Regions from separate parts of the Rattus norvegicus genome. Here region 1 is linked to region 2. Evidence: chromatin contacts called from public Hi-C data. All regions are on one chromosome and are shown on one strand. Each heading gives the region's core, a stretch centred on a gene start, on an enhancer-like site or on the middle of the called end of the contact. The rest is flanking DNA. Distances are from core to core; before and after follow the strand shown. Region 1 overlaps Rsf1 (remodeling and spacing factor 1). Region 2 holds the start of Rsf1 (remodeling and spacing factor 1).

Region 1 (6,964 bases), core at 2,063-4,562, 59 kb after region 2:
TCCCCGCCCCCAAAGAAAAACGACTCCTAAGTACTGAGGAGATGGCTCAGTGGTTAAGCACTACCCAGCAAGTTTGAAGACCTTAATTTGGAACCCCAGAATCCACAGAAATACTAGGTGGTTGTGGCAACCTGCCTGTAATTCTGGCCTTGGTGGGTGGAGACAGAATTCCCAGATCAAGCAGGCTAATCATACTAGCCATATCAGCAGGCTCTGGATTTGATTGAGAGACTCCTCAAAAGCTTAGTGAAAAACAAGAACAGTTCAGGATGATTCCCAGCAACAACCTCAGGCAGGCTTTAACATGCACTCAGCATGTATGTATGTGCACCCATCCACTTGTGTACTCACATACATGGAAACATGCATATAAACATGCATGTGGGAAGTGGAGGAATATAAAACAAACTGGGGGACTCTCAACTGGGGGACCGGAGGGATGACTCAACGGTTAAGAGCACTTCTTGTTGCTCTTACAGAGGACCTAGATTTGATGTGAAGTATCTGGTGCCTCACAACCATTCAATTCAGTTTCTGGGAATCTGACATCTTCTTCCACAGGCCCTAGGCATACACATGATTCACATACATGTAAACAGCAGTCATTTCATAAAAGAAATCTTTAAAACATTAAGGGTTGGGATGCATTCTTAAAACAAAGAAAAGACACCATTGAGAAATAGATCTCTGCTTAACACATGCATTTCTAGGTGTTTAGGATGTAGCCTAGCCAGTGGGATGGTGCGTAGTATATGAAGCTCTGGTCTGGAACACTGAATAAACCAGATGTGGTGACACTCATGTAGTACTTGGGAAGCAGAGGCAGGGGGATCAGAAGTTCAAGTTATCCTTGGTTAAGTTACATAGTGATTTTGACGTCAGTCTTGATTTCATGAGACCCTGTGTCTATTAGATGACAAGCTTACCCCAGGTCCTATAACATGAGAGGAGAATTTAATGGTTCAAGAATTTACTTGAATTATGAAATGGCGTGTGCTTGTGGGCATGCATGTGTATATGTGCATGTGGAGGATAAAGGTTGGTGTTGGGTGTGTTCCTCAGTCGTGCTTCCACCTGATTTATTCTGAAGCAGGCTTTCCAGATGCCTGCCATTATGCTTTGCCAGCACTGGGGTTAGAGGCACACCTGCCTTTTACATGGGCACTGGGTATCTGAACACACAGCTTAATGCTTTCAGAGCAGATACTCTCTAACTGAGCCATTTTCCTGGCCCAAGAAATGTTTTAGAAAGTGAAAAGTAGTAATGGCTACTCAAAATCCTAAATAAAATTAATAATAACTGTGAATTATGCAGTTAAAATGGTAAATTTTATTTTAAACATTTATTATACATAAAATACTTAATATCTGTATATAAGTATTCACTGTAGATAAAATTAATACAATAGGTTTCTCTAGATTTAAGCAAGAATCTTAGCTTCAGACTATTCACTGTTGGTACTGGTGAGAGACACAGAGGGTACAGGAGCTTATCATCAAGTCCAGTGACCTGCTTGAAGGAGAGAACTGACTCCTGAAAGTTGTCCTTTGACCTTAAAATGCATGCTGTGCTGCACACACATTTCATAGGTGCATGTGCACACTTGTGCACACACACAAGCACAGATAATATCACATATAAAGACATAATTACTCTCAGAGGTAAGACTGGTTGGAAAGAGCAGGATTGGCAGAATGGGAGGGGCAAGAAGGCAGAAGAGGAAGAGATGAATTGATCACCATAACCTGCCTAATCTACAGTAAAGCAGTGAGCATAAATTGAGTTTGGGGGCTGGAGAGGTAGCTGAGCCATTCATACCACTTGCTGCTCTGTTGGAGGACCAACGATTGGTACCTAGCATCACATACTTGCTCATGACTGACTGGAGCTCTAATCCAGAGGATATGACTTTGTAGATATGGCACACATATATTCTTGCAGGAAAACACTCATATGCATAAAATAAAACAGAAAAAACAAAGGTGAAAAATTATTAAAATATACATTATATAAATGTATAAAAACATAATGAAGTCTGTTGTCATATTAATATAGGCTATGAAGATTCAGAATTTACTCCCATAATAGATAATAACATTAGCAGTGGTTTAGCAAAATACATGCTTAACCCTTAGAAAATAAAAATGGGAAATTAAAATGCATCTGTCACTAACAATGGTATTTACCTCTTACACCTGTTCCATACACATGACTGAAGCTAGTGTTGGTAAACAATACTTACCTACATTTTGAAGATGACTAGCATACTATTTTTTTACTAGCTCTTTTAACTCCTTCTTGTGTTCTAATTGATTCTTCTTATGGCTTTCTAGAATTCTTTTCAGGTTTGCATATATATAATGGAGGCATGACACAGCGAGTATGTGATTGGCACATCCCTTGTCTTTTATTTGCCCCAAACCTCCATTTACAGAAGAAGAACCTGCAAGTCCAAGTCGAACAGGTGATTGACTCAACAAAATCACCCTGCTGGTAGGGAGAGGCAAGATTTGAAACTCAAGCTATGTGATTTTAAACTTTCATGTAAGTTAAACCCTCAATCAGTAGACAGAAAAAGGTGATTAAATCAGGGCAGAATTTAGTGAAATGGGGATAAAAAAAGGCTACAAAGGATCAGTTAAAAAAAAAAGTCCTCTGTGTGTGTGTGTGTGGTGTGTGTGTGTGGTGTGTGGTGTGTGTGTGTGGTGTGTGGTGTGTGGTATTTGTGTGTATGTGGTATGTGTGTGTGCTTGCCATTATTGTATGAGTGTCCACATAGGTCACGACATCAAATGACTTGGAGTTCTCTTTGTCTTGTCTTTCTTTTTCTCAACACGTGTGACTTATGTGTATACACGTGTGTGCACACACGTACTCTCACACATAAGAAAAAGCAATTTTTATACAGTTTGGCCTATCCTTTTGATCCCAGTGCCACTGATTCATAAATGCCACTACTTGAAGAAACCCTTTGTTAGGTCTCTCTTCCTCCATTGGTTGTATTGGTATTTCTGTCCTGTAGTCTTGTATTTGTAGATTTTTCTATCAATTGATTGGTCAATCAGTTTGATTTCTTGGTGCAGAACCTTCCTTTTGGTCATGGTTGGTTGCCTTGGCTTAAGATAGGGTCTCCTGTATCCCAGGTTGTCCTCAGACTGGCCCAGTACGGTGATGTTGGACTCTCAGACCTTCAGCTGCCAGTGCTAGGATTACAAGTGTGCACCACCACCTCTGGTTTATGCAGTGCTGGAGGTTAAACCCAGGGCTTCATGTGTACTAAGTACGCACTTTGTCAGCTGAAATATGTTACAGTGCCCAGAGATCACCTCTGTTCATCTTTGCCCTCCCGTACTAAGTGAGACCTTGTCACTATTTGCACTCTGATATTTGCTTCAGTTCTCCTGAACAACTGATGTTTCTAAAACAGGCAGAGGTAGTCATAGCTCAGTTCTGGCGAAGCATACTTTAAAAATATATGCAAATATAGAACTAGATTTATAATTTTCAGTGTATTTCATATCCACATCTCTATTGGTGGCAGCTGACTTCTATTGGTAGCATTTGAAATACATTTTTTAAAAGATTTATTTATTTATTTATTTAATGTATAGGAGTACACTGTAGCCGTCTTCAGACACACCAGATCTCATTACAGATGGTTGTGAGCCACCTTGTGGTTGCTGGGAATTGAACTCAGGACCTCTGGAAGAGCAGTCGGAGCTCTTAACCCCTGAGCCATTTCTCCAGCCCCCTGAAATACATTTTTAATTATTAGAGAGATTAGAGAGAGTAATGTGAGTTATATTCCTTGTTTACCCCTCTTTGCCCATTTCCTTGCTGTGGATAGCAACACAGTCCACTCTAAGATTTGAGATGTTTCTCTACCTTTCATAAAGTTGATGCTTTCCCAGGTGCAGTGGCACACAGCTGTGCTCCAAGCACTTGAGAGGCAGAGACACAAGGATAGCCTTAGCTACAGAATACATTTGAGGAGTGTGTGCTACATGAGCCCTATCTCAAAATAACAAAATTAATACTTTTAAAATAAACAATTCAGTGTTTTTGTCTTGTTTTGTTTGTTCTTGTACTTGTTTTTGTATAGTTGCAAGGAGTTTATAACCTATCTTAATTTCAGAACATTTTCATCAGTCGAAAGGGAAAGCCATGCCCATTAGGTCATACTTCCTGCTTCTTTACCCCATCTCCTCCTGCTGTCTCAGTTGCTTTTCTGTTGCTGTGATAAAATACTGACAAGCAGCTTAAAGGAGAAGAGGCTTGTTGTGGATCTCAGTTTGAGGTAGTTTATCATGATGGTAAAGTCCAGGCAGCAGGAGCTTGAGTCAGCTGTTTATATGGCATCCAGTGATTGCATTCTGACTCTCAGTTCTTTCTCTGTTCCTCTGGTCTAGGATCCCAGCTGGAAAGTTGGTTCATCTATAGTAGGCTGGTCTTCCCACTTCAAGTTTTATAACCAAGATAATCCACGGCAGGCGTGTCCTGATGATTGTAGATTCTGTGACACCAACAGCAGCACTATTCATCACATCTGTTATCTGTCTTCTGTCTCTGAATTTAAATTTCAGTATTTTAGACATTCTCAGATCAATAGGATCTTGTAGTATATCCCTTTGTGTGGTTTCTTGTATTAGCATGTTTTTGATTCATCCAGGCAGCCATATATTTTGTTGTTATTGCTTTGCTCGCTTGTTATTTTCCCTTTCTTTGTGGAGTGGAGACTGGTGGTAGGTCTAAGGCAGTGGTTCTCAAACTTCCTAGTATCCAACCCTTCAATACACTTCCTCATGTTGTGGTGACCCCAACCGTAAAGTTATTTTCGTTGCTACTTCATAACTAATTTTGCTGCTGTTAATAATCATAATGTACATACTGGTTTTCTGGTGGTCTTAAGTGACCCCTGTGAACTATAATCTAAGCAGCTGAGCCCTATCACCGTCTGTGCTTCATTCCTTGTTAAGGCTATATGCAATTTCACTATGTGGATTTGTATTTTGTTTCCCTGTTTTTCTGTTGACATTTGGGTTGCTTCCTCCTTTTAGCTATTGGAAATAATATCTTTTTTTAATGTTTTATTTTCCCTATGTAAATTCTTGGAGTTGCTAAGTACTGAGGTAACTCGTTGTCATTTGGAAGCTGACTGCTGTGTAGCTGTACTACCTAACAGACTAGGACTGCTGTAGACTCCTCAGCATTAGTGTCGTTTGCTGCTGTGATTACCTGTCCAGATCCTGCCACTTTAGCTTGTAATACACAGTCATTTCATGTGTACCCTGTGTCATCTACACTCTTCATTAAATGGTACCCTTAGGTTTTTATTTGCTTTGTTACATGAATACACATACATACATATACAAAAATGTGCTGTCAATTAGAGGGAATTTGGTGGAATTCTAGGAAATGGGGAATTTATCCTTTCTGTGAGACTTTTACCATTTTCTGTATAGTTCTTGGTCATATTGCTTGCCTTATATTGACCATTTATTTATTATTTTTTACTAGTAAAAGATAGCACTAGGGACAGCTGGGAAAGTGTACCCCTTCCAGGAAGTCCATCCTACTCCTGTTCCTGGATAAAGAGGGTTGCCAAAGCTTTCTCTGTTGTCTACTTGTGTATTTCTTTCAAATCTCTGTTTTAACCAATACCCTGGCTCCAGGACAGTTTCTTATCTTGTTTGCTTCTACTGCTTTGGCCCTCATTTTGCTACTTGTTACAATAACAATAAAAACTCCATGACATTGGCAAATGCACAGCATCCAAGAGTGTCATCATCTTCATCGTCATCATTACCTGGTTATTGCTGAAAACAAACACAACCATTTGGTCAGAGAAGTCATATCTCTGGAACTTAGCACATGAATCTTTCCTAGATTCTTATGAAGAATCTAAGGAAGAGTTTTTCGGTGAAGGTCTGTTGGACAGAACTGACTCCACTCTTTGTGTAGTTATGTGACACAAGCATGTCTGAACCTCGTGGTCCCTCTCACTGCACCTCCGTGCAGGTGGATGGCAGACATGGTCCCACACCTAATTTGTACTAATTTGTGGAGCATTTCCACATTTTTTCTCTTCAGTCCATTACAGTGGCTCTGATTTGGCTAAAGTGCTTATGTAGGAAAAGAATCCTGAAACATTCAAGTAAAAGCCTGTTACTGAAGTTGTAAAAAGAAGGCACTGGAGTTCTTACTGTACTGAGAATAAAGAGAAAGCCGATTTGAAGAGACCTTCTATTGAATATGTCTGTAGAATTTGATGGTTTTGAACTTCTGTCTAGTGATAAAAGTGAATAAGCTGTCACCCATGCCTTCCTTTCGAAAGATTATCAAATAATTATTCTCACATGAAAAAAATTATATCCATAAAACATACAAAGTTGAAGCAAGAGAGATTCTTTTTCCACGTCATTGCTAATGTTTTTTAGATTTATTTATTTTACTTTTTATATATGTATGTTTATTTTATGTGTTTTTCCTGTATATATGTTTGTGCACCACACATGGACCTGATGCCCTCCAAGGTCAGAAGAGGGCACCAGATCTTTCTGGACTGGAATCATGGATGTTTGCGAGCCATCGTGTGAGTGCTGGGAACTGAACTGGGGTCCTCTCCAAGAGTAGCAAGTGTTCTTAACCATTTCTCCTCCTCAGAGATTCTTTCATAAGTTGTTATAGGCATTAGTAAATATTTCTGATGGGTCTAAGTAGTATGCAATGTAAATTGGAATTGGATTGGCCTGTCATTCTGAATTCTTTTCTCTATATATGTATTAAGAACACAACATAATCATAGAAGAACAACCAATGTTTATCTCTATTCAACTTTTTTGTGATGACAAAATGGCTAAGAAAACCATCCTAAACAGGGAACGTTTATTTTGGCTCATGGTTTCAGAGGTTTGGGTGCACAATCTCAGCTCTCTGTCTCTGGGCCTGTGGTAAGGCAAAGCT
Region 2 (6,815 bases), core at 795-3,294:
CATAACATAATAAATCGTAGGCTGAACATAGCTGGATTTGATCTAAATGATATATTTTTTGATAACAAGAAACATTTGATTCTTTGAAACAGTCTTACCTTATAGCCCTAGCTGGCCTGAACTCGGTGTTCTTCCTGCCTTTGCCACCTGCAAGGACAAAAAGGAATATTTCAAAGTATATACAATGTGGCAGAAAATTTATACTAACCACTTTACTGTGAACTCTCCATGCTGCACATTTATCTCACTGTACTAAAGGTCAAAGTAATCGAGAAACTTCAGAAGGTTATAAAGTAATTAGGGATAGGACTCAAGTCTGGCTCAACTCAAACTTCTGGCTCCTAAACCTACAGTATACTGTTTCCTAGGTGTGTTCTATTTTACATTGTTGATGACTTCCCCCTTTCTGAGATTCTTTCTGAGAGAAGGCCACATCCAACTCTTGAATGGAGTCGAACTCTGCTTCTTAACAAGTTTACTGCTGTGCAGTCATCTCCCAGCTCTCTAAGTAGACTCCTGCCTCACCCTCTAGACCCTGGCCACCTCAGAGCCTGAGCTAAGTCCAGTCTTCGAATCTTAGTTTCCCAGTAGAGAGTGGTTTCTCAGATTCTGTCACCCAGCAGGGGCAATTCCTCACTAGTGATCTACAGAGTACCTCAGGCCCTAGTCCACTGGCAGAGCTCTGGGACCTGAGACTCTTGTCTCAGGACAAGTGTAACAGTGTCCATCTGTCAAGGAAGCTCTTAAAACAGGGCAGCAAAACAACTCAAAACAGCTCCAGGAAGTCCCTGAAACTAACCAGATTCATTAGGTCCTTCTCTGTCAGAGTAAACAATAAAAGGTGAGAGTCTCTCTCAGACTAAAGGAAGCTGAGCTGCCAATAAAGCACCTCAGACAAGCTGTACTGCAAAGACGACTCTGCCATCAGACTAACTAACTGCCTGGAAGAAGCAGAAGCCAGCTGAGCAAGAGTTTCAGACCAGAGTTACTTGGAAAGGACACGCCAACCCATTGAGCTGCCTGCAGGTTGTGCAGGGTGCTGGAGGTTCCCAGTTTTTATAATCTGTCACCCATGCTGGTGTGGGCCCTGGGGATGTAGCTGTCCTTGAGTCATTCTTGCTTCTCTAAGTAACCCCTCATCCATATTGCTGTAAAAATAAAACGTATTGGTTCGCCAAACTGGACTTTGGTGTTATCTGTACTTTGGTCTGTTGGTGGGAGCCCTATCTGAGGTGAAATGTGTTTACCGTCTCCCCAGGAAAAGTTTTGTCACACAACACTCAGTAGAGGGCAACACCCCTCAGCAAACTTTCTGAGAGACTTCTCTTCACGGTCCCGCGCCAAGCCACAGCTGCACCTTTCCTTTTCCTAACCTCTCCCCACAGTGGTGTTCCCCTCTTTCCCTTTGCCATTCTCCTTTTTTCTGCGTCTTAGTGTCTCTCTTCAACTTCCCCTCTCTCTCCTGGTCGTCTCCGTTCCCGGATCCCGCAGAAAACTCACGCAGCGCTTCTGTTCTTCGGTTGCTCCTCCAGTCGGCTCCGCGCTCTACCTCTCCCTGCAGCTAGCTGAGAGATTCTGAGCCACGGCCGTTCAGCTACCAGGCCTGGAACTAGCCTTCTGCCAGCTGACACCCGAAGCTCCGCCCCCTCCCCCCATTGGCTATCGTTCTCAGAAAGTCCCGCCCCCAGACTCGCAGCCCGCCTCTCCGCCCGGCTTCCCTTGTTTTCATTCCCCCTGTCACACGAGGCAGTAGCAACCCTGAAGTGGGAGGGGAGGAGTCGGAGCCGAGTAGTCGTAGAGGGAAGGGGACGGGAAGAGGGCGGAAAGTGAAGGGCCCAGAGTGCCTCTCTGTCCCCGATCTAACTCAGTTCTCGACTGCTCCGAGCCGGCGTGGTATTGTGGGATCGCGGCGCCTGGCCGGAGACGCTCGCATCCGCAGGGGCGTCCACTCGAGAGCGCCTCCTGTCGTCCATAAGGCTACCCTGCCACTCCTCGGCCCCCCCAACTCCTCCCGCTCCCCCATCCCCTCCTCCTCCATCCTCCAGTTCAAAATGGCGACGGTGGCGGCGGCGGCAGCGGCGGCGGTAGCGGCGATGGCTCCTCCGGGCTGCCCGGGTTCGTGCCCCAACTTCGCCGTAGTCTGCTCCTTCTTGGAACGCTACGGGCCGCTGCTGGACCTGCCCGAGTTGCCGTTCCCAGAGCTGGAGCGGGTGCTGCAGGCGCCGCCGCCAGACATCGGCCACGGAGAAGGTAAGCGATCGGCCCGTACGCCCGGCGGGAAGCGGCCCTGGCGCGCTTTAGCTCTCCACAGATACCTTGGGGCTCTGCGGCCGGCCCTCTCCAGGGATTGGGCTCCGCGGAGTCCCTACTCCGCGTAGCCCGGGGGGTTCCTGGGTGCTGGGGAGGCGGGGCGGAGGCCCCCTAGGGCCACCGTGCCCCGCGGGGACGGAGGTGGGGGCGTCGCGGGCCCGGTGTGGGCTAGGGCCCAGGAGGGGGTATTGTGCGGGGCTGACGCTTGGGGCTGGGTCCCCCGCGCCGGTGTTGCTTCCAGTTCTTATCCCTTTAGGTGGCGGGGGAAGGGGAGCACAGGTTCCGGCCAGCTTTGCGCTTTTCTCTTCCCCTCCTCCCACCAATCCTTTCCACCGTCTCCCGGGAGGCTGGGCCCATCTTCTCCCGGCGCCCCCTCCGCTCACTCCACCTGAGTGGGCGGGGGCCCGCGGACACTCCACTCTCCCGGTGGTGGGAACTCCCCCAAGGGAGTCGGTTCCTGTCTCTTCCCGTCCCCCTGGAGGCTGGCCTAATCCCCCCAAACTCCTTCCTTGGGAGATCTGCTCCGCTGACCAGGGAGGGGGCTTCCCCCCGTTCTCGCGTAGGAAGGAGAAATGAAGTCGGCCCAGCTTCTCCACTCTGGGGAGGAGAGGGTTAATATCTCCTCCTCCATAGTTTTTCTCCTCGCCACCTCCCCCAAAATAATAGAAAAGCATCTCTCCACTTTTCTCTATCCCTTCCCCCTATCTCGGCTATAGGGCTTAAGGGAAGAAGAAGTCACTCTTCCATTTGCTGGCTGGTGTGGGGTGGTTAGTCTGTAGGCTGGAGGAGGGGCTCAGACGGCTGGGGAAACAGTTGAAGAAGGTGCTTGTTGCTCATGTTTCTCTCTGGTGCCGCTGGTCTATTATTGGTGTTCGCAAGTGGTGCTCCTTCCACATAAGGCCACCGCGCGGGTGCAGGGCGCATGCTCTGCCCGGCCCCATTGAAACTTCCTGCTGCTGCTGCTGCTGGTGGTGGTGGTTCTTTTGCTAGAGCATCTCAACGCGGTGTTTGCTGCTTGCAGCCCTCACACGTTGAGTGCTAACCCTCTTCCCTATTAATCTCGATCCATGCCGCTCCTTTTCTGGTACTTTATTCCCTTAGAGAAGGCTTATTTGTGTACTCCGAACATTGCCTTTGTCTAGCTACAGCCCTTGGCAGAAGAAGAAACGTTTTCCAAATAGGTCTTCTTTTCTTCTTTTTCTTTTGATCTGTGCGTAGATGACCAGGGTGGACTGGGTATTGTACAGGCATGATAGCTGTGACCTTTATAAGAAAGCTGAGTTGCTTTTTTGTTCTCTATAGAAATTATGTTTCCGATATGATATGTATTTACATAGCTAAGGAAAGACCCGAGTGTGAACTCATTCAAGGTATTACCCTGTAGAGAAAAATGTGTGATATACAATGTTATTAAGTATTAATCCTACAGCAGTTATTAGTACAGCGGTCGTATACTTTCTTTCCCCTTTCTCTTTTGAAACTGTCCTGGAACTCTGTAGACCATGCTGTCTTGGAACTCTTAGAAATCCTCCTGCCTCTGCCTACTGCGTGCTAGGATTAAAGGCATTTGTCACTACACCAGGCTCTACACCTCTTTGCTAGTTCACATTTTTTAGACTCTCTGGCTACAAAAGGCTAGTTTTTTTAAACTATGAAATCGGAATTAAATTACTTTATGTTAAGACTTTTACAGAATTTCTTTAAACATTAAGCTTCTAGTGTATTTCATTATCAAATTATATTTATATTCTTTTTGAAGCAAGTAGTCACTGTGAAGTATAATTTTAATTTACTCACTTAATTTTAGGATGCTTTAAAAATATTAGTAATTTATTTGTCAGAAAATGTGAGAACTTGAGGGGAAATGTTTTTAGAATTTATTTGGGCCAAGTTAAGAGGCAGGCATGAATTTTTGGGGGTGCCATTGCATTTTGAATAGCAGATAAGCTTGCATTTCCTTAATTTTTAATCATTGTGCTTTCTTGGTATTAGTATTGAAAGAGAAGTTATTAGAATAGGTTTGGTATTTCTAGCATTGAACTTTGGGCTATTAACTAAGCAGAAATGGGAAAGAAGCTGGGCTAAGAGGAATCCTTTAGCTCAGCCACACACAGCATTGCCATCAATATAGTTACTAAGAGGACTGATAATAATAGATCTGTCGTGGGGAAATCTAAGAATAATTGTTAATTAATGTCACACGGTTCAAGACATGTGGCAAATGAAAAGTCTGAAGGTGAAAGTTTTTACTGCACAGGAAAAAGATTTTCAAACTTGGATTATGGCATAATTTAACAGTCGTTCAGCTAATAAGATTTGACTCAGTCTTTTGGGGAAAGATTTGGAGATACTAGAAAGGGTTAAAAGACTAGGGTTTGTGTTGAGCAATGTAATATATAGGTTATAGAACAAGTTGATTGATTTATATGGACCTCACTTTCTTCAGTAGACAAAGATAGTGGCTAAGAGTCAAATGAAATGTTACAATTTTTTTTATAAACAAACTACTTATAAATACTTTTGTACTAATTAAAGATTTTTCAGATAAAAGATACTGTGTCTTTTATATGTTTTTTAAAATATATATTTTTTATGAGTACACTATAGCTGTCAGACACACCAGAAGAGGACATCAAATCCCAGCTGGCTGTGAGCCACCATGTGGTTGCTGGGAATTGAACTCAGGACATCTGGAAGAGCAGTCAGTGCTCTTAACCACTGAGCCATCTCTCCAGCCCTATCTTTTATATGTATTATTTGTAACTAGGAATGTATGGGGGTGTCTGTCATAATCAAGTGAGTTCTACTTTGTATAAGTTTTATTAAGAAACAGCTCTGTGCCATTTAAAAAGTTTTAATTAATCTGAGCAAGGTGGCACTTGCCTTTAATTCTAGTAGATCTTTGAGGCCAAGGCAAGCCTGGGCTACAGAATGAGTTCCAGGACAGCCAGGGCTACACAGAGAAACCCTATCTCAAAAAACAAACAAGCAAAAAAAAAAAAAAAAAAAACAAAAAAACAAAAAAACAAAAAAACAAAGTGTTAATTTTGCTGGCAGGATAGCTCAGTGGGTAAAGATGCTTGTTGCCATGCCTAGTTCTTGTTGCCAAGCCAAGATCTGAGTTTAATTCCCTGAACCTACAGAGTGGAAGGAAAGAAAGAACCACTTGCAAGCGGCCCTCTAACCACTACTGGAGCTTTTTGGCATGTGTGTAGAAAGAGTGCGCATGTGCACGCAGACACACACACACACACACACACACACACACACACACACACACACACACAGAGAGAGAGAGAGAGAGAGAGAGAGAGAGAGAGACAGAGAGAGAGAGAGAGAGAGAGAGAGAGAGAGAGAGAGAGAGTGTTTAAAAATACTTTATGGGACTGGCCCTTAGAATACGCTTTTATTTGTCCTTTTCAGTTCTCTGCTCTACCAACTGGGGGTATGGGAAGGGGTTAAATACTTGAATACAGCATTTATTGAGGTAGACTTAGCAATAGCATAGCATTCTTAGGTAGAAACTAGTTTACTAATTTGTCCTTGTTTAAATACTTTGTGATCTTTTTCTTAGTTGTCTGTAAGCTTTAATTTGATATTGTAGCTTCAGTTTAGAGTGCCTTGTTCCTTAGTTAAGAAAGGCCTCATGGAACAGAAAATAGAACCAGTGTCTGTTCTAATTCCAAAACTTGATAAGTTGTTATGTACTCCATAGTAATTCTCAATAGGTAATTCTGGTTGTTTAAAGATAAAATAAAACCGTTGAAAATTCAATTTATTTTTTTTTAAAAAGAATGATTAATTGTATGAGTGTTTTGCCTGTTTGTTTTCACATGTATTCATGTGTGCCTGGGGCCCTTGGAGTCAGGAGAAGGCATCAGATCCCCTGGAACTTGAGCCACCATGTGGGTGCTGGGAATCAAACCTATGTCCTCTGCAAGAGCAAGGTTCTGAACCACTGAGCCATTTCTCCAGGCCCTAGATTTAATTTTCAATGGTTTCCAAGTACCTAATAAGTGGAACTGATGTTATTTTTTGGCATAGAGCTGCTCTAAGAAAATTACTGAGACACTGAGACTATCATGAATCTGTGATGCTTGGGAATTGCCGCTTTAGAGACCATTACTAAGTTTTGGGACTGGAAAGAAAGAACAACTGTTTCATTTAAATTACAAGGGAGAGAAATTAAGACAAAGAGATAGATTTCAAGCACATACACCTGGCCATTGGTGTTATTTATACTGTGGTTTGAAAAGTTGGCCTAAACTATCCCCCATGAACAGATTCATAATTGATGCTGGGATAGGAAAAGGGCATTCTAAGTGAAGGCATTACGCATTCTGCTTCACTGCCCGGCTCTGTATTCAGTCTGGAACTGAAGTGCTTCCTGCTAACAGGAAGTAGGTGACTGTGGGATACAGGTAAAATAAGGGTTGATATTTTTTTGTCAGATTGTAAAGTGTCATGTGTGTGTGTGTATGTGTGTGTGTGTGTGTGTGTGTGTG

What was found. Hi-C and Micro-C count contacts between places; a contact is called where the count stands out from the background.
Region 1: a Hi-C map of liver shows a contact between it and region 2, with 2.2 times the contacts expected there. The contact joins the enhancer-like site here to the promoter of Rsf1 in region 2. A contact is called at or near these places in 3 of 12 Hi-C or Micro-C datasets (kidney and liver).

Annotation. Positions count from the first base shown.
Region 1 is chr1:161,359,414-161,366,377 of GRCr8, forward strand. All of the region lies in intron 2 of Rsf1 (remodeling and spacing factor 1), which reads left to right. Among named protein-coding and RNA genes, the nearest start is that of Rsf1, 59 kb to the left of the region's middle. Within about 2 kb of position 3,313, at least 2 of the 93 cell types and tissues checked have an H3K27ac peak or open chromatin away from gene starts, as enhancers often do. A contact at or near this core is called in liver, where this site is marked.
Region 2 is chr1:161,301,616-161,308,430 of GRCr8, forward strand. It overlaps Rsf1 (remodeling and spacing factor 1), which reads left to right and starts at 2,045. Exons shown (of 16, transcript NM_001427468.1): 1 at 2,045-2,250. The coding sequence starts at 2,052. Aamdc (adipogenesis associated, Mth938 domain containing) reads right to left here and starts at 1,638. Exons shown (of 5, transcript NM_001108493.1): 1 at 1,501-1,638.